Regions from separate parts of the Mus musculus genome. Here region 2 is linked to region 1. The links are chromatin contacts, called in public Micro-C maps. All regions are on one chromosome and are shown on one strand. Each heading gives the region's core, a stretch centred on a gene start, on an enhancer-like site or on the middle of the called end of the contact. The rest is flanking DNA. Distances are from core to core; before and after follow the strand shown.

Evidence for each region. Hi-C and Micro-C count contacts between places; a contact is called where the count stands out from the background.
Region 2: a contact with region 1 is called in a Micro-C map of embryonic stem cells, with 4 times the contacts expected there. The contact joins the promoter of Hlf here to the promoter of Nog in region 1. A contact is called at or near these places in 2 of 484 Hi-C or Micro-C datasets (both in embryonic stem cells) and 1 of 115 datasets of contacts at active chromatin or transcription factors (astrocytes).

What each region holds. Positions count from the first base shown.
Region 1 is chr11:89,299,037-89,305,466 of GRCm38.p6, forward strand. Nog (noggin) reads right to left here and starts at 3,523. Exons shown (of 1, transcript NM_008711.2): 1 at 1,602-3,523. The coding sequence starts at 2,984. The coding sequence ends at 2,286.
Region 2 is chr11:90,388,971-90,394,962 of GRCm38.p6, forward strand. It overlaps Hlf (hepatic leukemia factor), which reads right to left and starts at 1,947. Exons shown (of 4, transcript NM_172563.3): 1 at 1,280-1,947. The coding sequence starts at 1,394.

The DNA.
Region 1 (6,430 bases), core at 2,273-4,772:
GAGTCTTAAGGTAGCCGACATTAGGAATATTTTAAAAGCCATCATCCATCGAGCATGTCTCCCAGGCGCCAGAAAGATTAAATGAAAGAATCATAAGATGGAGGTCTTTAACTTTTAATCCTTTTACAATGAAGCCTCAGATAGTCGCGGGGGCAGGGTGCCCTCTCTGGGGGAATAATGCCGTTATTCCTCGGCTCCCAGTTAATGAATACCCTAACGTCTGTCCCACGGCTGACGGAGGCAGCGCCGGGGAGGGGGCTCCGGCTCCCGGGCCAGGCTATTGAAATGAGGAGCCACCGAGGCTGCGTCGGGAGGGAAGAAAGCGCCGGGCTGGAGGGACAGGGAGGGCGGGGCCCGGGGCATTGAGACTGAGCTGGGGACTCGGCGCAGGTTTGAAATAATTAGCATAGATTCGCTGCGACTCCGGGGGGGGGGGCAGCTCGGGGGGGGGGGGAGGAGAGGCAGAGGACAGGAGGCTTGGAGGGAGGCGCGACGAGGTGGCAAGGGGGTGGGGAAGGGAGCAAAGGAGAGCGACTGTGGAGTCCAAGATAAATAAAAGGAGCGGGGAGCGGTGTCAGGAAGCCGGCCCACGTGGAGCTGAGTGGATGACGGCCACTGGGGATTGAGGTGAAGAGATGCACGGGAGAGTCTAGAGCCGGTTCCAAGAAAATGAATTTTTAAGGGTGGGGTACAGTGATATTCACCCGAACCTTTAAGGGGTAACTTTGCATCTGTCCTAAAGAGCAAAAATCCCATTTTGATTTCCCCTCCCTTCTCAACCCCAAGTGGAGTAAATGTCCAGGGAAGGGGGGTGTCATGTCCCTCTCCTCAGTGCAGGTCCCAGAGTTGGTGATTTGTACCCAGATTCACACACCTCTGAAATTTGGGACCTCAGTCTTCCTTAGGTCCTGGAAGAGGCCCATGTGAGTGTCAAATATCCAAATTATCTCTCCCTAGTCAGTTGTGGGTCTGGGACGTGGGGGCTCCAGACCTGCAGGATCCCTGAGGTTGTATGTAGTTGAATTCAAGGGGTCACTTTAGCCGTAACCACCATAGTTTCTGGGCGTGCAAAGGGTTAACAAGGGCTGGATATTGTGGTGGGGGTGCAAGGAGGGAGGGGTGGCTGGATCTGGGTGGGCGCGCTCTGACACCCCCCCCCATTCCTCGGGGGTCAAGTTTCAGCGGCACTCCGCCCCCAGGGAAGGTGTGAAAGACACGTGTCCCCATTGTGAAGGGCCTGTCAGCCTGGACAAAGCAGCCGCCCCCTCCCTCCCGCCCTCATCGGCCCAGCCCGGGGTCAGCTCCAGGGGGCCGGCTGGGTGTCGAGGTCACTATAGGCCTGAGCTTTCGTGTCACCGGGGAGGGTACCCTTGGAGACTCTGCAGAAAGCCACATGATACTTAAAAGATGGGGTTTGAGAATAACACCCCCCCCCCCCCGCCCCGGCACACACACTGAAAATTTTACAGTCACCTTCATCACCCCACAAGGGGGGGGGGAGTACGAACGGATGAGCATGTCTCCCAATAGGCGTAGTAAGCTCGGCGACACCCACCCCCCCATCAATCACCAACACAAGTGAATCACAGTGTAGAGCCCAGTCGGTTTTAGTGGTTTTCTTTAATCCTGTTCTGCACTTCTTCCTTATTTACTACACGGGATATTATAAAGAATAAATAGCAGATACTCTTAATTTACAATGATTAGTCATTCCATTTGTTCTCTATATTTACAATAACTGTAAAATAACATTGAACTCTATAACTTCTTCGAGGTCTAAGGAAAATCAAAACACTTTCCGAAGAATGGAAAATAGCTTTTTTTTAAAAAAAAAGTCCTTCTACAAAAGTTCCCCCTCTCTTTGTACTTTTAAGAAAAAATAACTTTTCCCCCCTGCTTCGCCATGCGAAGGGTACTGGGATATAAATAGCAGGTTAACATTATTACCAACAACCAGAATAAGTCTCTCTTTTCTCTGCTCTTTTTTCCTTTTGCTTGCCTTTTTAAAATACAGTAGAAGCCGGGTAACTTTTGACGTATAATACTGACCTTTTAATAAGTAAATTAAAACTGGGACCGTATATACACACACATATACATTCCTACACAGTTAAACAGTGCATTACAGGAACCAGAAAGCCAGGTCTCTGTAGCCAAGAAGAAAAAAAGTTCATTGAAAACCCTCGCTAGAGGGTGGTGAAACTGGTTGGAGGTGGTGGGGGTAGGGGGGGCGTTGGTGGGGATCCATCAAGTGTCTGGGCGCGGGCAGGGGGCCCCCCCGAGTTCTAGCAGGAACACTTACACTCGGAAATGATGGGGTACTGGATGGGAATCCAGCCGCAGCGCTGACCCCCGCGCCGCTGACAGCGCCACCGCAGCACCGTGAGGTGCACAGACTTGGATGGCTTACACACCATGCCCTCGGGCACAGAGCAGGAGCGCTTGCTGAAGCAGCTGCCCACCTTCACGTAGCGTGGCCAAAAGCGGCTGCCTAGGTCATTCCACGCGTACAGCACCGGGCAGAAGGTCTGTGACCACAGCCACATCTGTAACTTCCTCCTCAGCTTCTTGCTCAGGCGCTGTTTCTTGCCTTGGGCCAAGCCCTCGGAGAACTCCAGCCCTTTGATCTCGCTCGGCATGGCCCCCGACGGCCGCTGCCGCAGCAGCTGGTCCAGCTCCGCCAGGTCCTCGGCACCTCCAGCCGGTCCCCCGCCCCCTCCGGGTCGGTCCTCAGGGGGCGAAGTAGCCATAAAGCCCGGGTCGTAGTGGCCCCCGAGCAGCGAGCGCAGCAGCGTCTCGTTCAGATCCTTCTCCTTAGGGTCAAAGATAGGGTCTGGATGTTCGATGAGGTCCACCAGGGGCAGGTTGTCGCTGGGTGCTGGGCGGATGTGTAGATAGTGCTGGCCGCCGGCTGGTGCTGCCCGCAGCCCCAGGACCACCACCAGGGCGTAGAGGGTGACCCCCAGGCTGGGGCAGCGCTCCATGCCTCCCGCGCGCGCCCCGGGGCTGCCTCTTCGTCCCGCGTCCCCGGAGGAGAGCACGCCGAGTCCGCGGCGCTGCCGTGCTCCCCGGTCCCTCCGGAGGTGGCTCACCCGAGGCTGAGCAGGCGCAGGGCAGGCAGCATGAGCCGCGAGGAGAGCCGTTCGCGCAGCGCCGGCTCCCGCCGCGGCGCAGAAGACGCGCACGAGTTGGTCGCAATTCCCCCCCGCCGCTCTACTTGGGAAGGCGGCCGCGGTCGGGCATCCGAGATTACTCCAGCGCGACCGTGGGGCGCTGGGGGCGCCGGCTCCTCGCTGTTCTCCCGGGCTGCCGGCGGCGCAGGGCGCGTGGACGAGCCTTTTCCCTCCTCCTCCTCCGGTCGCTCGGCGTCTTGTTTCTCTGTGCGGAGCCTCCGGTAGAGCGGGTCCTGGGCCACTTCTCTCTGCCTGCTCCGGGCAGCGCAGCCGGCTCTGCCCGGCGGACTCCAGCGGCGGTGGCGGCGGTGGCGGCGGCGGCGTCCGCGCACGTTGGCACCGGTTTGTCTGTCTCGCAGGGTCCAAGCCTTTAAATTTCCTGCACTTTCAGCTCCATCACCATGGAAACCACTGACTCTCTCTCCGCGTTGCCCCCTCCCCCTTCTTCCCCCCAAACAACAACCCCACCCCCAACTCCTCCACCCGCGAGGAGCCGGAGACGCACGGGCTCGGGGGGAAAGCGACTGCACTGGTCGCCGCGGCGGCGGCGGCGGCGGCGGCTCCGGCAGCGCCCAGGACTGTGCCCCGCCGGACCCAGATGCCCCGGGAAGCCGACAGTCAGGCTGCCCGCCGGAGCTCACAGGCGGCGGCGGCGCGGCAGCGGCGGTGGCGGCGGCGGCGGTGGCGCTTGGCAGGTCTCCGCGCAATTTTCTCTCCCCCCCCCAACCCCCGCCCCGGTTCTCCTCCTCCTACAAAATGCACCGCCCCCCTCCTTTCTCCTGGAGCAATGCAATGGGGCTCTAGGCGCCCCGCCAGGGCCAGTCCCGGGGAAAGCTCGTGGCGGCGCTGGAGCCAGGCTGGAGGGTGCAGGGCTGGAGTTGAGGGGTGTGGGGTTGTCGAGGTGGGGCTGGGGGACTCTCACTAGCTGAGTGATTTGTACCGGGAGGGGAGCAGCAGGGAGATGCCGGGGGCCCGGTTTCCAGTGCAGTTCCTAGCAAGAAATTTCTCCATGTGCATGGAGCATTTTCCCGGGTGCGTGTCTTTTTTACACTCTCTCTCTCTCTCTCTCTCTCTCTCTCTCTCTCTCTCTCTCTCTCTCTCTCTCTCTCTCTCTCGGGCTTGGGGTAAGTCCCCTCCCCCCAACACACACACACACACACACACACACACACACACACACACACACACACACACACACACACACCAAGAGCCGCAGCGTTGCGCAGCGTGATGTAATTTCTAGGTAGCACCCCTTCTCTGCCCCTCAGATCCACGAAGCGGGGAGTCGGGGGTCTTCTCACCCTCCTCCTTCGCCTAGTCCTACCGGGTGAGTGGCGGGGAGATAGAGGTACATCCTCCTAGCCTGTGGCTCTCCTAATCTTCGCTGCTTGGTACAACTAGCTCTCACCTCCCTGGGGGCGGCGCGCCCTCTGCTGGCCCTTTGTGATCCCTGCATTTAGTTCTGGCTGGTGTGTGTGTGTGTGTGTGTGTGTGCGCATCTGTGCCATATTTACACACTGACAGGCACTTTATGCTTTTGAATGCTTTCTCATAGATCTCCAGACTTAGTGTAAACAAAGATCCTGAGATTTTCCTCCAAGGTACTTCGATTTCACAAGTACACAGGTTTGCATCATCTGGCTGGGGCAAACAGCCTCAGTGGGCAGAGAGTGGTGACTAGAAAAGGAAATGTATACTAGAAATAAGGTACCCTAGTTCTGGATGCTGTCCACTCTGGCACATCTATGTAGACCTTGGGTAAGTCGCTTGGGTGGCACTCTAAACTTTAGTTTTTGGATTAGTGACCTAAGTTCCCCCCCCCCCCCAACCATCTTATAGTTCTAACAACTGAGTTAGGTCACTAATCCAAATTCAGCCCAGCAAAGGGACACTGCTTATTGAAAAGAAGGAATAAACCCTTTGATGAGAAATGGGAACTGTTTTCCTTTGGAGGAAGAGCTGGGTCAAGACCGAGCTCAGAGTCCTTTATGATGGTGACGTGATCCCATCTGGATAGGGGTGGAGGAGAGATATCTGGAGTGAATGTCCTGGAATTCACCAGGAGTGGGAGTTAGGCATTCCCAGTGTCACAGCCTCAAACACACTAGAAGGTCTAGTGTGTTTGGTCAAACAAAACTAGAAGGTCAAACAAAACTAGAAGGTCTAGTTTTCCTTCTAGTCCCCTAAGGGGGGAAAGCACTGCATTGTATGACTTTTCTGCAAGACCTCAGCCATAGAGAGAGATGCCCAGTTTCAGGTGTGAACACTTCCCACAGCTGTAATGACTAGACAAGTAGAATTAGACTCTCTGGGTTCTGTCTATAACAAGGTCTTGCTTTGGTCACCACTGGAGAAAAAAGTGACCTACTGGGATCAGTGTGGTCCCTGCATATGGGAGGCTGGGGAGAGGGGATTATGAGTTCAAGGCCAGCCTGAGTTGCACAGTGAGTTCTAGGACACCCTCAAGAACAAATAGGAACAATTTAGGAACAATCATTGTTTTTTAAAAATTGGTCTAGGTCTTAGGGTTAGAGAGGTGACTCAGTGGTAAAGGGCACCGACTGTTTCGCAGAGGACCAGGGTTCTTTTCCCAGCATGGTGGCTCACAGCCATCCTTAACTCCAGTTCTAGGACATCTGATGGCCTTTTCTGACCTCTGTGGGCACCAAGCATGCAAGTGTTACACAGACTTGTATGCAGGCAAAAGCCTCACACATAAAATAAAATCAATAAATCTAATTTTAAAAATTAAAAAAGTAGTCTGGTTTGCACATAATCTGAGACGGTCTCCCAGACTTTGCTTTTTGATATGTTTTATGGTGGTTTGGCATTCGTTTGCTGTCTCATGAAGATTAAATGTTCCAGAGCAATTTTGTCACTGCTGAGAATCAACTAAGAGAAAAAAATTTTTTTCCTGGTAAAGACTTGAGGAGATAAACTCCAGCCCAGCTCTCCCGAGACAGGGTTAAGTTCTAGCTATTGCTCACTTACTGTGCGATGTTTTTTCTTTCGTTTTTCCTTCAAATCACCTGTGGGTTTTTCTTTTAATTGTCAAATTTATTACTATTTTAAATTTATTACTATTTTATTGTATGTGTATGAGAGTTTTGCCTGCATGCATATCTGTTTACCACATGTGCCTATAGAGGCCATGTGCCCCTGGAACATGAGGCACAGACAGTTGTGAGCCACCATCATCATCCAGATGAGTCCTGGGAGTTGAACCCAGGACCTCTGGAAGAGTAGCTAAAGCTCCT
Region 2 (5,992 bases), core at 697-3,196, 1.1 Mb after region 1:
GCCTGGAAATACAGCACCCCCGGATTGGTCTTTACCGAGCTGTCTGCATTTTGCCAATATTCAGGTGTGGGTGGAATCAGGGATTAGAGAATTTGATTCTGAGTTTTGTTTTGTTTTGTTTCTCATTAGAGAAATGTAGTCCCACCGCCACCCATTCGAATCTTCAAATCCTCCGCAGTCTCATTAGAGTTAGGCTTAAAAACATCGACCACAAAAGCCTAACGCATCCGCAGATTTCTCCCAAATGCTACTCCTTAAGAAGCAGTGCGGGAGGGTATTGGGGGTGGGGGGCGGTCTGCACGCGCAATCAAGCACCAGCAACTCTTGCAATGCAACAGGCGTTCTCTCCCAGGGAAATTGATGCAAACACCCCGAAGCTATTTCCAGCCAAATAATCTTTTCAAGAATTTATGCAGGAGCAGCATAATTCGCTTCTGTCACTGTGATAACACCAAAGGCAAGAAACTGCACCGGCCCAAAACACAAATCCGTTCTGGCATCAATTGCGTTCCCAGCTAGGTCTCACATGCATCTACCCCCAGCCCCCCCCCCACTCCCCACCATATCCCCCTACCCGTCTCCTTAGCTCCAAGCCACGGTTGCCTAGGGAAGGTTTGAGACTTACCAAGAAAGGGCTCAAGCCAGAGGAGGCTCCTGCACGCGGTTACACGTGAGCCTGCTCAGCTCTCCCCTCCCACCGGGAAGAGAGCACCGGGAAAGTGTCAGCGCTGGAGGCGTGCACCGCTTCCCGCCGACAGACCACTCCCCCCACCCCCACCCCGCTTTGTGAATTGCGGGTCTGCGGGAGAAAGCGCCTCTCCGCTCATGCCGCGTGAGTTCACAACACAAAACACTAACACGATCCGAATATTCAGGCTGCCGCCGAGTGAGAACCCCCATTTACTTTGACCCCCCCCTCTCTGCCAGGCTCCAACCAGCCACCTCCCGCCCTTTCTCCTCTCCAGTCCCAGAGACACTAGTCTCCCAGGGAAGCGCACACCCTGTCACTCAAAGCAGCGATCCTGACCTGTCAAGTTCACCTGTCACCTGCGCTGCAGGAGGACAGACCTAGAAAGGCAGGCGAGCCAGGTTCCCAGCGCTATTTCAAATGTTGCCCCGGAGGGATCCCCTTTGCATTGAGGAGAAAGAGGGAGTAAGCCCCCCAATTTCACTAAAGCAAGGCGAGGGGAAGAAAGATGCTGGTGCCCTCCCAGCCGACTAGGGGGGTCCCTGGGAGTGTAGTCCCTTCCCTGAGCCCAGCTGCCGAGGCAACGCTCACCGTCTTCAGGATGAAGGGGGAGCTTCAGCGGGTTCTCCAGCAGGGACCTGAGCACGCCGTAGGGAGGCGGGATAAAGGTGGGGTTCAAGGGGAGCTGTCGGGACATTTTCTCCATCGTGATGCACTCAATTGTCTTTTTAAAAAGAAGGCCAATCGCCGCCCCGAAATGTTGATGAGCTTTGTTTCCTCCGTCCTTTGCCAACCAAAAGTACTCGCTTTCAAAACAGTGCAGACAAGGAAGAAAAAAAAAAATCACTTCTGTCTTTGTAAATACATCAGCATACAAATATCAAAAAAAAACAAAAACAAAAACAAAAAAACTTTCGTGTTCTCAGTGCCGACAGTCCAGGGAAGGCGCATCTAGCGCCGCGGACTCCTCCGACCCAGTGCAGGATGCTTTCTCACCTGCCTCCAACACTCAGTCTTGCAAAATGTTCAAAATTGCAAGGAGGTGGGGGGAAAAAGGAAAGAGAGAAATTTTGAAAACGTAGACGGCTGCAGATGAGCAGAAGGCAAAGCGCGGGCCCCGGCCCCTCGCGCGAGCACCGGAGGCTGTGCCGTCCCGCCCCACCCCCCTCCCCGCCGCGGCCGCTGCTCCCCGCGCTCCGCGGCCCCGCAGCGCCGGGCTCAGCGCATCAGGCAGTCCATGTGCCGCTGCCCTGACAAGAGTGACGTCAGGGCCCGCACCGCGCGCCGATAGGCGTGCAGGGGCGGGGCCCAAATCGGGCCCGCCCATCCACCCCGCCCCCCCAGGGCTGCGTGTGTAGCATCGCCGCACGCGCTGTTTTTCCGGCCCTTGCGGCGTTGGTGGGCTGCGAAAAGCACAGGTGCCAGATTTCCTGCTTCACTCTCTGCCTTGCGCTGGGAATAACGCGCGCTAACTCTCACCCTGACTCCTTTTGCACGCGAGCCCTTCCCCCTCCGTTCCCCCCCCCCGCCCCCCAGAGCAGAACAATGAGAAATTCGTGTCAGTGGTTTGCAATGTGGAAATAAATTGGTGATTTTAAAAGAAGATGATTTTTAAAAGATGGCCAAGTGGCATTCCGGACTTAAATTAGAACCCCCAACCCCCGGGGCGATGTCCTGGCTAGCAATGTTTTTTAAAGCTCCCCAGGACAAGTTTAGGAGATTTGGATAGACTTGAAGCGAATGACTTCTGGATATTTCTCCTCCTCGCTCCTGGTGAGCTTAGTACTTTCCTTCTAGCCCCACTGCATATCCGACCTAAGATATCAACTTTCCTGAATTCCAAACAATGTGCAAAAACGTAGAATGGAGACAGGAGCTGCAGACTGAAGTGAACTGTCTCCCACGCTGTCCGAGGGAATTAACAAGACAGACATTTGCTTGCAATGGAAGGAAAGCAGGAGAGACTTAAACACAAGGAATGAAAGTTAGGAGTATTTAAAAGGCCCAGCATGGCTGTAATTAGGCTAACTTAGAAGGTCTGAATACTAATTAAAATAAATTTGTAAACTCTTTGTTAAAAGATTAGGGGAATCTTGTTTGTGGCTGCAGCACATCCCTCTGGCCTTTTGAAGGCTGTGAAAAGGCCAGTTTTTTGACCTTGCTGCTGAGGGTGTGGGGGAGAACACCTTGGCGGAGTGGATGGATTGGAATGTAGGCATTCTGCCTCCCCAGCCAGGAGAACTGAGACACACGAACCGCATCTCCACGCTTCTCTTTCCACTTTCCACCCCCACCCACCCACCAATTACACATTTCTATCCAGCACTAAGTCCCCCTGACCCGTGGAGGAGCATGTGGGATGGTTTTTGCAGTACTGATGGTTGAATGTATGGCCTTACCCATGTCTAGCTAGTTCTATATCACAGTGAGCTGTCTCCTCAGACCTGTGGGGAAGGGTCTGCAAGAAGCTTTTCAATGAGGCAGAAAGGCTTTTGTGAACATAGACTGGGTTCCTGGGGTGCAAATATTACTGGGATGCCCCTCCCCCACCCCACTACCAAAAAATGAGAGATAAGAAAGGAGAGAAGAGAAATCTAAAATTCAGGAAATTCCGGACCCTGGCCAAGGGCACTGGAAGTTCATGATAAGTAGCCCTGACTCTTTCTCTGAGCAGAAGTTTCCGGGTAAATGGACGGCTGGTCCCGTGGCCTTCATTTCCTCCTGCTAACACCTGGGCAAAGTGAATGGTAAGATGACATTCTGAGATGCTCTTGTGATGTCAGATCCCAGAAACATGAGCCCTGGGGTGGATGCGGTGTACATTCAGTGAGCACCACTGCATGCCATTGACTGGGCTGGGGCTGGTGAGATGATGGATGGATAAGACCTGGCTATACCAGGGAAAGGATGCCATAGAAGCACACAAAGTCTGGACTCCAAAACCCAGTAACAGAGAGAGCTGACGTGGGCATCTGTTACTGGAAGGAGAGTGCAGAGAAGCGCCTGAGGTGAGCTTGGAGCCAGTGGTCCCTCATAAACTTCCCAACCCTTCAGTCGGTTTGCTTCTCAGAAAAGAAGGGACTCCGCTGGAAGCTGAAGAGATTATTCAGTGGATTAAAGAGCACTTGGGTCATAAGAATGAAGATACAAGCTTGGATTCCCCTGCATCAACATGAAAAGGGAGGGAGGGAGGAAGAACAGCCTCCAGCAGCAGCAGCATGGGCCTGTAACCCCAGCACTGGGGAGGCAGAGATAGGGAGATCCTAAAAGCTCACTGGCTGCCAGCCTAGGCAATGAGTGAGCTCCAGGTTGAGTGAGAGACCCTGTCTCAGAAACAGAGAAGATGCCCATGTTAATCTACACACACACACACACACACACACACACACACACACACACAGGAGAGCTTCTGTGCTCTTGTCAGAGAGAGAGGAAGGTTTCATCTTTTAACTTTTTTTTTTTTGGAGTAATTTTCTCTTTTTTTTCCATTTTTTATTAGGTATTTAGCTCATTTACATTTCCAATGCTATACCAAAAGTCCCCCATACCCACCCACCCCCACTCCCCTACCCACCCACTCCCCCTTTTTGGCCCTGGCGTTCCCCTGTACTGGGGCATATAAAGTTTGCGTGTCCAATGGGCCTCTTTTTCCACTGATGGCCGACTAGGCCATCTTTTGATACATATGCAGCTAGAGTCAAGAGCTCCGGGGTACTGGTTAGTTCATAATGTTGTTCCACCTATAGGGTTGCAGATCCCTTTAGCTCCTTGGGTACTTTCTCTAGCTCCTCCATTGGGAGCCCTGTGATCCATCCATTAGCTGACTGTGAGCATCCACTTCTGTGTTTGCTAGGCCCCGGCATAGTCTCACAAGAGACAGCTACATCTGGGTCCTTTCAATAAAATCTTGCTAATTTCCCCACAGCCCTGTGAACCCATCCACAAGGCGATGTGCAAGCACACTGACTGGAAACAGGCAGAGGATTCCAGGCATAAGAAAGGAGGCCAGTGTGATGATCCATTAGCACAGCCCCAGGGCTCCATGTTCAGAGTTCTCTGCCTTCCCTCTCTTCCCCATGTTTCCACATAGGAAACTCATTGATTCAAGGAACCTGCTTGCCTGGAGCAATCATTGTCCTAAACCCCAAGAGAGCCTAAGGCTGTGGTTTTGTAGTAGTTCTCATTGCGGAAAATAAACTGGCTTGGTGACTGACTGCTCAGTCCCTTTATTGGTCTTGGTCATCTCTGGATATCGGCGACCTGAAGCCCCTACTCCCTTACTACACTGACTCGCTCTTCCCTCTGTCTTCTCTACTTCAAGGGTGTGACGAGTGTTCCAGAATTTTAATTATAGGAGAGAATCCCTCGTAAGCGGACTTCCTGGAACTCCACCTCTTCCAAATGTTTCAGCTCTTGTTTCTGAAATGTTCATTCCTTGACACACACATGTAGGAGCTGTGATGGAGGGGTGCTCGCCATCATCTCTGCATTGTGTTCCCTTGTGGGTTTCTGTGATGGTCTCCATCTGCCAGGAAAGGTGGCCCTTGAGTCCTGAGGCTGATTCTTAAGTGAATGCAGAGTGGCAAATCACCATGAAGGTTGACCTGCATCTACACCCTAAGTTACCAGTAGCAGTTGCCCATTTTTGAGCTCCTTCCATGACATGCTATTGTTTGGTTTGGTTTGGTTTTTTTCCAGACAATTCCATAAAAAGACGATCACCCCAGTCTTCTGTTGGCTGGGTGCTTGCATGGCTCATCTTTCTCCTCCTCCTCCTCCTCCTCCTCCTCCTCCTCCTTCTTTTTCTTCTTTTTCTTCCTCTTCTTCTTCCTCTTCTTCCATGTAGTTAGTATCAAGGTCTCTCTCTTCTCAGTTGGCCTTCCTTGAATGGTTTTCTCAGCAAAGTAGATAAGCCCCAACATGCTGTCCCTGAAGCCTTTACTTGCCTGATGTCCCATCATTCAAAATTAGGGGTGTGGCTAAGACTGAGTCAAGGAGGGAAGGGAGTACATAGGACATGGAGTAGTTCATTGGCAACAGCCAAAGGATCTGTTTATCACATCCAGTGATTCTGGTTTCATATGAAGGCATCAGGGAAGTAAAGAAGCACTTTCCTTGGATCCTTTGGCTGCCAGTTCAATGAGTCACTAGTTGAATGTATGGCTTGTTGGCCATTCTAAGCAATGATATATGCAGCTTCATATGTGAGATGCAAAGATAAAGCAAACTGAGCTCAGCCTCAGTGTCCTACACCGGGTATAACCACAATACCCATCTGTCTTCATTCATGATGTTCATTTCTGG